2 separate regions of the Mus musculus genome follow, and region 1 is linked to region 2. A link is a contact called in public promoter capture Hi-C data. All regions are on one chromosome and are shown on one strand. The core of a region is the stretch at or near the end of the contact, and the rest is flanking DNA. Distances in the headings are between cores, read along the strand shown. Region 1 holds the start of 4930481B07Rik (a long non-coding RNA gene). Region 2 holds the start of Sf3b4 (splicing factor 3b, subunit 4).

Evidence for each region. Capture Hi-C pulls out chosen DNA fragments and counts their contacts.
Region 1: a promoter capture Hi-C map of liver shows a contact between it and region 2, with 2.8 times the contacts expected there. The contact joins the promoter of 4930481B07Rik here to the promoter of Sf3b4 in region 2. A contact is called at or near these places in 3 of 39 promoter capture datasets (liver and pre-B cells), 1 of 484 Hi-C or Micro-C datasets (uterus), 1 of 115 datasets of contacts at active chromatin or transcription factors (microglia) and 1 of 9 other capture datasets (liver).

The regions. Positions count from the first base shown.
Region 1 is chr3:95,013,253-95,019,346 of GRCm38.p6, forward strand. 4930481B07Rik (a long non-coding RNA gene) reads left to right here and starts at 2,277. Exons shown (of 2, transcript XR_003954670.1): 1 at 2,277-3,025; 2 at 3,389-6,094. It overlaps Zfp687 (zinc finger protein 687), which reads right to left and starts at 2,205. Exons shown (of 9, transcript NM_001357863.1): 1 at 2,068-2,205.
Region 2 is chr3:96,168,763-96,174,238 of GRCm38.p6, forward strand. Sf3b4 (splicing factor 3b, subunit 4) reads left to right here and starts at 3,744. Exons shown (of 6, transcript NM_153053.4): 1 at 3,744-3,845; 2 at 4,209-4,337; 3 at 4,779-5,321. The coding sequence starts at 3,812. It overlaps Mtmr11 (myotubularin related protein 11), which reads left to right. Exons shown (of 17, transcript NM_181409.3): 13 at 1-3; 14 at 274-447; 15 at 1,045-1,227; 16 at 1,591-1,884; 17 at 2,324-2,956. The coding sequence ends at 2,470.

The sequences.
Region 1 (6,094 bases), core at 1,027-3,526, 1.2 Mb before region 2:
AGCCTGGCACCCAAAGCCCTAGCACGGTGAGCAAGGAGAAACATTCAAGGTAGAAAGAATTAAGACACAGAAAGAGGTGGAGGGGGGCATAGTCACAAGGGCCCTGGCTGAGTCCTCTCCTGTCACAAACACCTGCGGCTTGCTCACCTTCCCCAGAGTGTCCTCCCTCCTCCACCTTGCTCTCTCAGGGTTAAGACTCCAGGGCACAAGCTGGTCCAACATAGCTTCCACACTGGGAGAAAGCTCCTCCTTTCCACTGACATTTCTGCTCTAAGCTCCTCACACAGTCTACCCTCCAACTCAAACTCCACCTTCTTGGGTAACAGTAGCCTAGAAGTCTCCCCCAACCTTAATCTGGCCCAGGGAGGATTGGGGAGGGGTATTCCCAAAAGACTTATGTGTCACTAAAGCAACAAGGAGGCCAGCTCAGAGACTGTAGGAGACCCAAACTCTATCCTCTATCTGTTCTTAACCATAAGTAATTCTGTATCTAGGAAGACTCAACATAGGGACAAATTCGCTCCCCTTTATACATTCCCTGCCCAGGATGCAAGCCATTTCCCAGGGCCAATTCTCTCACCTCTTTCCAGCCTTCAGACTGTAACTGGAGATAGTCCCAGCAGGTGGCGGCTGGCATTGCCCGGACCAAGGTGGGGGTGGGGGACAAGGGTACCAACTAGAGGAAGAAAGGGTAGTCCTCCTTGTACATTACCCCTCTATTTAATTCTGCACATTCTGGGTTTGAACAAAGCCCTTAGTTTTAACCCAGATGAATCGCTAGGTCCCTCTTCAATTCAGCTCTCCCGGGTCGGGAAGCCTGGGCTACCTTCCCACTCAAGCTCCCAGCAGGGTGGGTCGGTGGAGTACAAACCAATGGGGACTAAGAAAACACCTGCGAACCTACCTCTCCCAACCACCTCCCTCTGGCGTGCAAGTGACTTGGAGGTCATCCGATAGCCACCTGGAGCAGACAGTGGGCCAAACACAGAGGCTTAAGGCCAATGAAGATCCTCCACTCAGCCGCCAGGCCTGTGGAGCTGCCATCTCCCTACCTACTTTCCCCCTCTGTTCTTCAAAAGCAAAGGGGGCTTAACAAGAAAAGGGTGAACAGACACCGGTAGGGTGGGGGCTCCATTGCCCTTTGCCCAAGGCCTACAGCGCAGAGCAAAAGGAAGGGGCCAGAGCACGGCCAGGGGCGATTAGGTTGCGGCCAAGCTGGGCAGCGGGCGGCATTTAAGTCCCTGCCATCTGCCAGGGACTGGCGCGGAAAGTAAGTCCGGGGTTTCGGGTAGGGGACAAGAAGTACATTTAAAAACTAAAGGGTAAACTGAGGCGAGTGGTGCTTCTTTCACTTTCACCGGCTAAGAACTCAAGGGAGGGCCTCGGTGAGGCCAGGCCCTTAGGATCTGCGGCGCTGCACATTGGGGGCCAGGACTCCCCGGCAGTGGGGAGTGGCGCGAGGGGAGTGGAGACACAAGAGGGGGCGGTCCCTGCGTGATTCTAAGCTCTGCAGCCAGGTCAGTCCAGACTCGAACCTGGTCCCCTTCATCTCTGCGCGCCGGGCAGCTTGCCCTGTCTCTGACCCCCAGAGGCTCTCCCCAGACCCGAGTGACTGCAAGGAGCTCGCCAGGATCGAGGCGCTAGCCTGAGTCCTGCCTGGGTCCGGACGCTGACCAGCACCCGGTCGGGATGCAGGCTCCTCTCCTGCTGGGCCCAATTCCCCCGCCCCCACCGCCCGGCACGGACACCATTTTAGGTCGCGACATCCCGCAGCCTCGAGTCCCCCGGCCGCACTCTGACTGCCTCTCAGTCTAAGAGCGCCAGGACTTAGGGGTCCAGGAACCCCCTCCCACGTTACCAGGCTAGGGGGCCGTGCTTCCAGCAAACTGGAGTTCCCACCGGTGGTCCTCGAAGAAGAAGGCGGCGACCCGGCCAGGCCAGCAGCCGCCCCAGGGGGCGGCGGCACGGAGAAGGGGGTAGTTGACCAAGTGGGGGAGGGGCAGGGGTATTTACCCGCCCCCCCGGGGGGCGGAGCCAGGGGCGGGTATTTGCCGCGAGCGTGCTTACTTGTTCCGATCCTGGTGCGGGCTGAGACCCTACGGCCTCCTCCCGGTTCCAGCCGCCACCGCCGCTACCGCCGCCGCCGCCCTCCCCGCGGCCGCCGCTACTTCCTGCTTCTCTCCGCTTCGGCCTCCCCTCTCCCTCAGCTCCCTCCGTGCTCCTAGTCCGGGCTGCCCGCTTTCATACTCGCCATTGGCTAATGGACCTGTCATTCAACTGTGAGCCCCACCCAGTCCCGTATGGGATTGGCCCTCCATACCCCGCTCGGAACTGGCCCCTCATAGTCTTCTCATCACTATTGGACAAAGGGCCTGGGCCCTGTGGAGAAGGTTCTCCCCATTGGCTGCTCCGGAGTCCACCTGCCCTGTCTGAGCAGCCCGAAAGCCATTGGCCGCCGCCGCTGTCGCTTAGCAAGAAGCCAGCCTTAGTCTTCGCTTTGGGTTGCGAGGGGTGACTAGCTAGCTCAGAAGCGTAGCCATCCTCTCTCCATTGGTCGCTCGAAGCTGGACACTGTGCCTCACATCTACAAACTTAGGAACTCTAGCTGTATGGCGGCGCGTCTAGGGGAACCTCGTCGGCTCCGTGTGGAACCTGGGTGTTTTAAGTGTTCGTGCCGTTTCCTCAGGCTAAGCCGCGCTCGAACGGATGCGGTGCTGGGGGTCACAAAATGAGGTGCCACCCCCAAACATTACGTCATCGGGGTGACCATTGCCTGGGGTTCCTCGCAGTCTAAACTGCTTTATAATCCGGATGGATGCGGTTCTGGCGTCCGCCTGCCTCTGGGCGTACGCACCACGCACGGCCCCTCCCTCTGCGGGAGAGCTGGACAGACTTTGGGATTCCGAGTGTAAAAGAAACCGGAACCACCGAGACCTGAGACCTGGGACACGCTGCGACCGGAAGTGGGGGAGGTGACGTTGGGAAGTGCTGGCGTGGCCTGGGCCACAACCAAGGAGAGCTTAAGGTAGTATGCTGATAGGCTTCTTACGCGAGAGAAGGAGGGAGCCCAGATCTATTTCCCATTTAAGAGAGCTCCCTTTTCTCCGCCCCTGACGGGAGCTGGCATTACTGTTCCCGTTGAGCTTTCCCGCGCTTTGCTGCCCCGCCCCTTGGAGGTGGGAAAAGGGGCGGAGTCGCCAGGGAGACGAATTGCCTTGACACTCACCCACCTGCGCTGGCTCAGGTTTTTGCTGGATCCATCTGCAGGCCCAGTGTGCCACCTGGCGCGCTCTCTACCCTGGCCCCGCGCCGCCGCCGCCCACCGCGACCGCAGCCGTTTCAAATGACAAGGGTTTTTAAATTTCTGTTTTATTTTCACTTTTTGCAGTGTTCGGAGTGGAACCTAGTGCTTCACCCAGTCCAAGCAAGCAGCCCACCGACATAGCAGCTTGGCGAGTGTTTTTGTTTTGTTTTGGCGATACTGATTATTGGACGTTGGGAGTCGCACACGCTTGGCAGGTGCACTCGTAACACTGAAGCTACTCTATACCCTATCACTTTTTGGGACAGGGTTTCCACTAAGTTGTCCTGCCTGCCTAGTAACTAGGGCTACACTGTTGCGCCATCAGGCCCAGGTTTGGGTAAAGCTTTTAAAAGAAGGCTCTGTTACCTCCCCTTGGACTCCCATAGCAGTGGATCCAAAAAATTCAGGCTTATGTATGGGAGGAATCTTGGAACCACTACATTCCACATGATGACATCAGACAAATCGTTCTACCTCCCTAAACCTATTGTCTCATGAATAAAATGGTAACTATAATATCCACCTGCCAAGATTATTTTTGTGAGCATGAAAAGCTTAGAAGGCAGAGTGCTATTTATATAGCGATAGCAAACAACGGGATAAATGCAGCCCCTACCTTTGCCTCATCTGCCATATTTCTCAGAGGTGCTGCAGCTCACAGAACTCTTTCTGAATAACGAGAGTTCTTTACTGGAGAGCTGAGGCTGTGGCTCCGTTGGTAGATTATATTTTACAAACTTGGGTTCGGGTTTTATGCTCATAATCCCAGCACTTGGAAGGTGGCGGCAGGAGTACCAAGTTCAAAGCTACTTTTGGCTCCATAGGGAGTCTGATTTCCACCCGGAATACATGAAACTCTTGAGTCCAACAAGGGAGAAAAAACCCTACTGAATATATTCCATTCCCATATTTTCCTCTGGGTCTTTCTATAGGTTTAATAATTACTATTCATATACATGTATTGTGATTAGAGCTTTATGTTCTCATTAATCCTTACAACTCTAGAGGAAAGTATTAGTATGGTCATTTTATAGAGAAGGAAACAAGCACAGGCAGGCTAGATTAACTGATTTACACAAAGTCAGAAGCAATGAAGTTAAAATTTTGAGAATTCAAAAGAGTAAGTGGTGAATTACAGATTCCCTTGCCAAGAGAATTCTGTATAGAAATTTGTTCTTCAATTAGATGTACTAGTCATTTGTTTAAGAAATATTTTTCAAACTAGATGTAGTGGAAGAAATCTTGTAATCCTAACACCTGGGAGGTGGAGGCAGAAGGAGCAAGAGTTCAAGGCCAGTCTCAGGTACATAGCAAGTTCCAAACTGTACTAGTTACTTTTCTATTGCTGTGGTAAAAACACCATGACTGTGGCAACTTAGAGAGGGTTTACTTGGGCTTACAGTTCCAGTGGGTGGCAGGCTTCTACATTTTTTTTAAGATTGATTTATTTATTTTATGTATATGGGTACACTATAGCTGTACAAATGGTTGTGAGCCTTCATGTGGTTGTTGGGAATTGAATTTTAGGACTTCTGCTCGCTCCGGTCAACTCCGCTTGCTCAGTCCCTGCTCGCTCCGGCCCAAAGATTTATTATTATATATAAGTAGACTGTAGCTGTCTTCTGACACACCTGAAGAGGGCATCAGGTCTCGTTATGGGTGGTTGTGAGCTACCATGTGGTTGCTGGGATTTGAACTCAGGACCTTCGGAAAGTAGTCAGTGCTCTTAACCACTGAGCCATCTCGCCAGCCCAGAGAGCTCACATCTTGAACTGAAAGCAAAAAGCAGGGAGGAAACTGGGAAAGGTGTGAGTCTTTAAACCTCAAAGCCTACCCTGGTGACATACGTCATCTAGCAAGAACACACTTCCTTAGCCTCCTAAACATTTCCATCAGTTGGATTCAAGTGCCTAAGGCTATGGGGGATAATTCATTCAAACCACCACACAGACCAGCCTATGCAAGTGAGACACCCTGACCAAATGAGGGGAGTGTGAGGAAAAATATTTTAATTCAGGTAATATTTAATAAGCACCATCTGTGATTTAAGCACTATTTTTGGCTGGGAAAAATTTCAAACCAGGGACATTTTTAAATTCAAAAACTAAATTTCAAAGCAGGGAAGGACAAGAAGAAGCATGTGAGGGTTGTAGCTGTACATAGGATGGGTGAATAAGACTTTTCTGATAAGATTGCTAGTAAGTGGTCCCTGAAGAGCTGCCTGATTTCCCAGCTATCTGGGTCAAGAACATTCCAGGAAGGAGGTACAGAGGGTTCTTAGATGGAAGTGTGAAACAGGGGTTAGCAGATAGGAGGGGTAAGTCAGCTCATGGGTGAGCTGAAGGCTGTTCTAAAAGTCTTTCATGCCTACCGGATGTGGTGGTGCACTCAGGAGACAGGCAGCCTGGTTTCCAAGACAGCCAGAGCTACACAAAAATAAATAAGTAAGTAAGTAGATAAATAAAAGGAGAAGAAGGAAAGATGGATGTGGTGGCATGTGCCTGTAAACCCAGCACTGGAAGGCTAAGGCCAAAAGACCACAAGTTTTAGTCCAACTTGGGCTATCCAGCGAGAGAGAGGCTGTCTCTAAGTTTAAGAAAAACAGCTGGAAAGATGGATCTGTTGTTAAGGTCACTTGCTGCTTTGTAGAGGACCCAGGTTTGATTCCCAGCACCTACATGGCAGTTTACAACTGACTATAACTCCAGTTTTCCAAGTGATCCAGCACTCTCTTCTGCCCTTCTCTTACCACACACACACACAGTATGCATACATACATTCAGATAAAAA
Region 2 (5,476 bases), core at 2,494-4,993:
GAGGTGAGGACACTTTAGGTTTTCTGTCTGGAGTGGGTTAACATTACTAAAGGGAAGAGGTGAGAAAATGATAAGGCCTAGCCCACTAGACACAAACCCGGTCTGAATGGGCTGCTGGGCTGAGTGGACACTCAGGAGAGTCAGCCTTGAACCCCTACTCTACTCTCACTTCCTGTTTTAATCCCTGCCCTCCTTGGTGTCCTGTTCTGGCTCTTGTTCTCCCCTTTGTCAGGTGCTTGCAGACACCCCCATGCGACTGTTTTCTCTTCTCAGGCCCCGGTGTTTCCTCTCTTCCTTGACTGTGCCTGGCAGCTCCTCCAGCAGTTTCCAGCGGAATTTGAATTCTCTGAGTTTTTTCTTCTTGCTCTTCATGATAGTATCAGGGTTCCGGACACCCTCACCTTTCTGAGAAACACTCCCTGGGAGCGCGGGAAGAAGAGTGGACAGGTCAGTGACCTCTTTTTAATTTGTTCCTGTTGAGCATTTCAAACTTTGGAATTTGGTCTTGGTTTAGGAAGCTTGAGGTTTGGGGAAGGGGTTGGGGGGGGTGGGGTGGGTGCTCACTCTTAGGATCAGATTTTTGTTTTGTATGTGATGCCAGAAATAGGAGGTAAGGTTTATAATTTGTTCCAGGTGTAGGACAGGGACACAAACTGGTTTAACCAACCTTGTTTAAAATTTTTGAGTTTGTGCACATTTATGCGTGTGACCGTGACCGTGTATATGTCATAGTCCTGTGGAGGTCAGAGGTCAACCTCAGGCATCAGTACTCACCTTCCACCTACTGAGACAGAGTCCCTGTTGCTTGTCTGCTGCTTACTCCAGGCTGGCTGGACCAGGAACTTCTAGGGATTCTTCTGTCTCTTCCCCCCCAGCATCCTGTAGTAGCACTGAAACGGCAGGCCCTGAGCTATGTGTCTGGCTTTGTGTAGGTTCCGGGAAGTCAAACTCAGGTCCTCAGTCTCAATGGCAAGTGCTTTTATCCACAAAACCAATCCTGAGCTCAAAGCACCCATCACCCGTTTCTTTGTTTCCTCTATTTAGTTCAACTCGTACACACAAGTTTACACCCCTGAGTACTCCCAGCCCCTAGCTGGAAGCTCTGCTAACTTACATCTGTCTGTCTGGGACTGGGATTTACGCTACAGCAAGGAACAGATATCACAGTTCCTTAATCCTGGCTACGATCCGGAGCATTGCCCAGACAGCAGGTTCTCTAGACAGCAGGTAAGATACCTACACTTCAACTCCCTTGACTCTCTCAGGTTCCCACTACTAGATGAGAATGACAGGATATCCGAGTCCCTCAGAGAAAGACACCACTATCTTTTATAGCTGTCACTTGCAGCCAGCCTTCAGCAAGACAGTTGTTCTAGAATAGCAGACAATGTTCTTTTGATATTCATTTTGGTTCATGTCCATATATTATACGTTTCTCTAAAATCAACCCAGTAAGCCCAAAACCCTAGTCTGCTGAGGAGAAGGGAGGTCAGAGGGAGGGGGCCGCAGTTTGTCACTGGAACAATGAGTCAGGGGCAGCTAGGTATCCCTTCCCACTTCTCAGTTGTCTGTTGACTTCTTCTCTTTTAGCAAAGCCTCATGGTTCCTGGACCCCCTAGTTCTATGTGGCTGTTCTCTAGAGGGACCCTGACCCCACTGAATCAGCTCTGTCCTTGGCAAGACAGCTCCTCCTTGCTGGCAGTCTCTTCTCATTGGCTCCCTCGACCTGCCAGATCCTCCGAAAGCCTAGCTGACCAGGAATGGGGGCTCCCCTCACATTGGGGAGCTTGCCCTTTACCTCCCGGGCTACTGCTGCCTGGATATCTGGGACCACAGATCAGGTTCTGGAAACGCTGTTACCTGAGGGGCAGGCCTGAGGTCCAGGTGAGAAGGGAAGACAGACTGGATGGGGGAGAATGAGCTGGAAAGGCAAAGGGCTGGAGGAACTGGGGAGTAGCATTGCATTTTTCAAACTGGGCCCACTTGGGATAGGAGATGGTGAGAAAACTGCCTGTGGCTTGGATCATGTAGAATCTAGAGCACTGTTAGAAGGGAAAGATCACTTAAGACTCTAGAAGTACCAAGGATCTTAGTAGAAAAATAGCCGGGTAGTTGTGGCGCATACCTTTTAATCCTAGATCTCAGGAGGCAGAGGCAAGTGGATCTCTGAGTTTGAGCTAGTTCCAGAACAGACAGGGCTACACAGAGAAACCCAACTGGAAAAACAAAACAAACAAAACAAAAAACAGAAAAGGGGGAAAAAAAAGGAACCAGGAAGCAAGCCCTGTAACAGTCTTCCTCTGTGCGCTTTGCCCCTCCCCAGATGGGCTCCTCAGCTCTCACAGTCTCTGCCCTTCAGGATGAGCTTTCTCACCTTCAGGAACTGTTAAGACAATGGACACCAAGAATATCTCCCGAGGACCAGAGCAAGAAAAGAGATCCGAATACCATCCTCTCTCAGATCTGCTGAAACTGTTTGTTAGCGTCGTTCTCAGAGGCAGGGCAGGGGTCTCTGCTCATCTTCCTGTCTGACCTTGACGCCTCAGCTTTGGCATTCCAGTCTGCAGAGTTCACTTAGAAGGCCCGTTTCTGTAGCAGATGGTGGCGCTACCAACCTAAAGGTCTCCCGATTTGTTTGATTTCTGGGGCTATTTTCATTTCTTGTGATTTGAAAACTAAGAAACAAGACCAGTTCAGAATGTGATTGCCCCTTTTCCCAGGCAATTCTGTACCTTTTGGATGGCCGTCAAAACTGTGACATGAGAGACCCTTTTCATCAGTCCCAACAATGATGTCCTAGAGACCTCATTCGCAACCTCTCTACACTACTTTGAAATCTTTTCTTAGTCTTCTGTGGGAACGAGGTGAATAAGGGAGAAACCGTCTCCTCCCACTGTATATTTTCATAGCAGCGTTTCTATTTAAGGAGTTCATTAAAGCACAGTATTTCTACACATTGCTGGTATTTTCTTGTGTTGAATGAAGATCTCAGCAAAGCCGTGGGGGTGGAGGGGAGGGTGTGAACTGAGAAAAACACCCAAATTATTGTAAGGAAATAAAGGATCCAAGTCAGGCGTGGCCTGGAAGAAATACACATAAAATATGGGGGAAGGGGTCCGCACACCTTTTTTGAGACATGGTCTCTATGTGTCTATTAGGCCAGCTGGAACTCTGTTTTTTGAGACAGGTTTTCTGTGTGGCCATGGCTGTCCTGGAACTCGTTCTGTAGACCTGGCTGGCCTTTAACTCAAGAGATCCATGTCTGCTCCTTAAAGCTTCGATACCAGCCCGCAACCCAACCCGGTTTCGTGTCCCAGATTTCCCAAGATAAGCGGAGATTTGACACTTAGGGGAAAACAAAATACCTCAGGCTCAAGTCTAGGCCGAGGGCGAGTCTGCACGAGCGTCGTGGACCTCACTAAATAATAGGTCGCTCCAGAAGGCAGTCCTGGCCCTGCACTTAGGACACAACTCTGCGTCACAGAACGTACAAAGCCTGGTTTTGCACTTGAATGTGCGTTTGGGGAGCCGTGTGAGCCTCTAACAGTCTGGAAGCATCCGGGGCTTTAGTTAACTGTGTCGAGACGGGCTGAGCACATCCGTTCCGCCCCGACTACAGCAGCAGCCCTAGAGCGCCTTTCCCTTCCGAAAGACAAGACTCCGACCCCTAAGATGGCCGCGATCGCTTCCGGCTCCTCCCCCCCCCCCCGGCGCCGGCCCCGCCCAACGTGAGCCTTGGCCCGGAAGTGGAAGTTGTAACTGAGGTCAGGGGGCGGTGCTGCTGCTTAGAGACGGCGGGAGCCCCTTCGCCATGGCTGCCGGACCGATCTCCGAACGGAATCAGGGTAATTGGGAGAGAAGAGCCCAAGATAGGAGCAGGGAAGTGGAGGGAAGATTAGTGCCGGAAGCGTTCCCCCTGGGGTGGTAGACGAGATCCCCCCCGGTGGGACACCGACCTCTGGGCACCTGGCTGGCCGCGAGGCCGGGTGCAGGCCGAGGCCTGTGAGAAGCGATGCTTCTAGATCAGCTCCCTCCACCAAGAAGACAAAAGCCTCCCGGGAGTACCGGACCAGCAAGAATGCCAAATTAGACGTAGCAGATTTTCTAGATGATGGTGGCAGAGGGAATTTCAGGGCTTTAGGCGACGGTTTTTGGTTTTTGTCTTCTTTTTCACTGCCGACTCCTCATCGCCTGCTTCTTCCCTTTAGATGCCACGGTGTACGTGGGCGGTCTGGACGAGAAAGTGAGTGAGCCGCTGCTGTGGGAGCTCTTTCTCCAGGCAGGGCCAGTGGTCAACACCCACATGCCCAAGGACAGAGTCACTGGCCAGCACCAGGGTGAGTAGGGTACGGGGCAGGAATCAGCCCTGGAGAGGGTTAACCGGCCCCGAAGAGGCTCAGCCGCTAGGCACAGCGCCTTTGGAATGAGCAACCTAAAGATTGCTTTCTCCTTCAGCTTCAATTCCCAGTTTCTGGAATATTTTCTCTTAGCTCTAGTTTCTGGAACCATTCTCAACCATTCTCTGTGTAGTCCTGGCTGTCCTAGATCTTGCTCTGTAGACCAGGCTGGTCACGATCTTTGAGCTCCACCTGCCTCTGCTACGAAGTGGTGGCATTAAAAGCACGTGCACGTGCAGTCGCCCAGCTATTATCTATTATGTTCTTTGTGTTTGAAGGCTGGGGAGTTAATGTTTCATTTTGAGTCTCTTCCCCTGAATGATGGGTTTTTTTTGTTTGTTTGTTTTTTGTTTTGTTTTGTTTTTTTCATTGATTCCCCAGGCTATGGCTTTGTTGAATTCCTGAGCGAGGAAGATGCCGACTATGCCATTAAGATTATGAACATGATCAAACTCTATGGAAAGCCAATACGGGTGAACAAGGCCTCAGCTCACAACAAAAACCTGGATGTGGGAGCCAACATTTTCATTGGAAATCTGGACCCAGAAATTGATGAAAAGCTGCTTTACGATACTTTCAGCGCCTTTGGAGTCATCCTACAGACCCCCAAGATCATGCGGGACCCTGACACAGGCAACTCCAAGGGTTACGCCTTCATTAATTTTGCCTCCTTCGATGCTTCGGATGCAGCAATTGAGGCCATGAACGGGCAGTACCTGTGTAACCGTCCTATCACTGTGTCTTATGCCTTCAAGAAGGACTCTAAGGGTGAACGCCATGGCTCAGCAGCTGAAAGACTCCTGGCAGCCCAGAACCCGCTGTCCCAGGCTGACCGCCCTCACCAGCTGTTTGCCGATGCACCCCCTCCGCCCTCTGCCCCCAATCCCGTGGTTTCATCCCTGGGTTCTGGGCTTCCTCCACCAGGTACAGCTTGGAGTTCAGACTGTGCCAGTGAGGCTCTTGGGAGGGAGGCTCAGGAGGCAGAAGCAGCCCTGGTAGAGTAAGCTGCTAAGTTGTTGGGCAGTGAGACAGGAGTGAGGCGTGCTGGTGGAAGGGATGAAGTTGGCGGATGAAGTTGG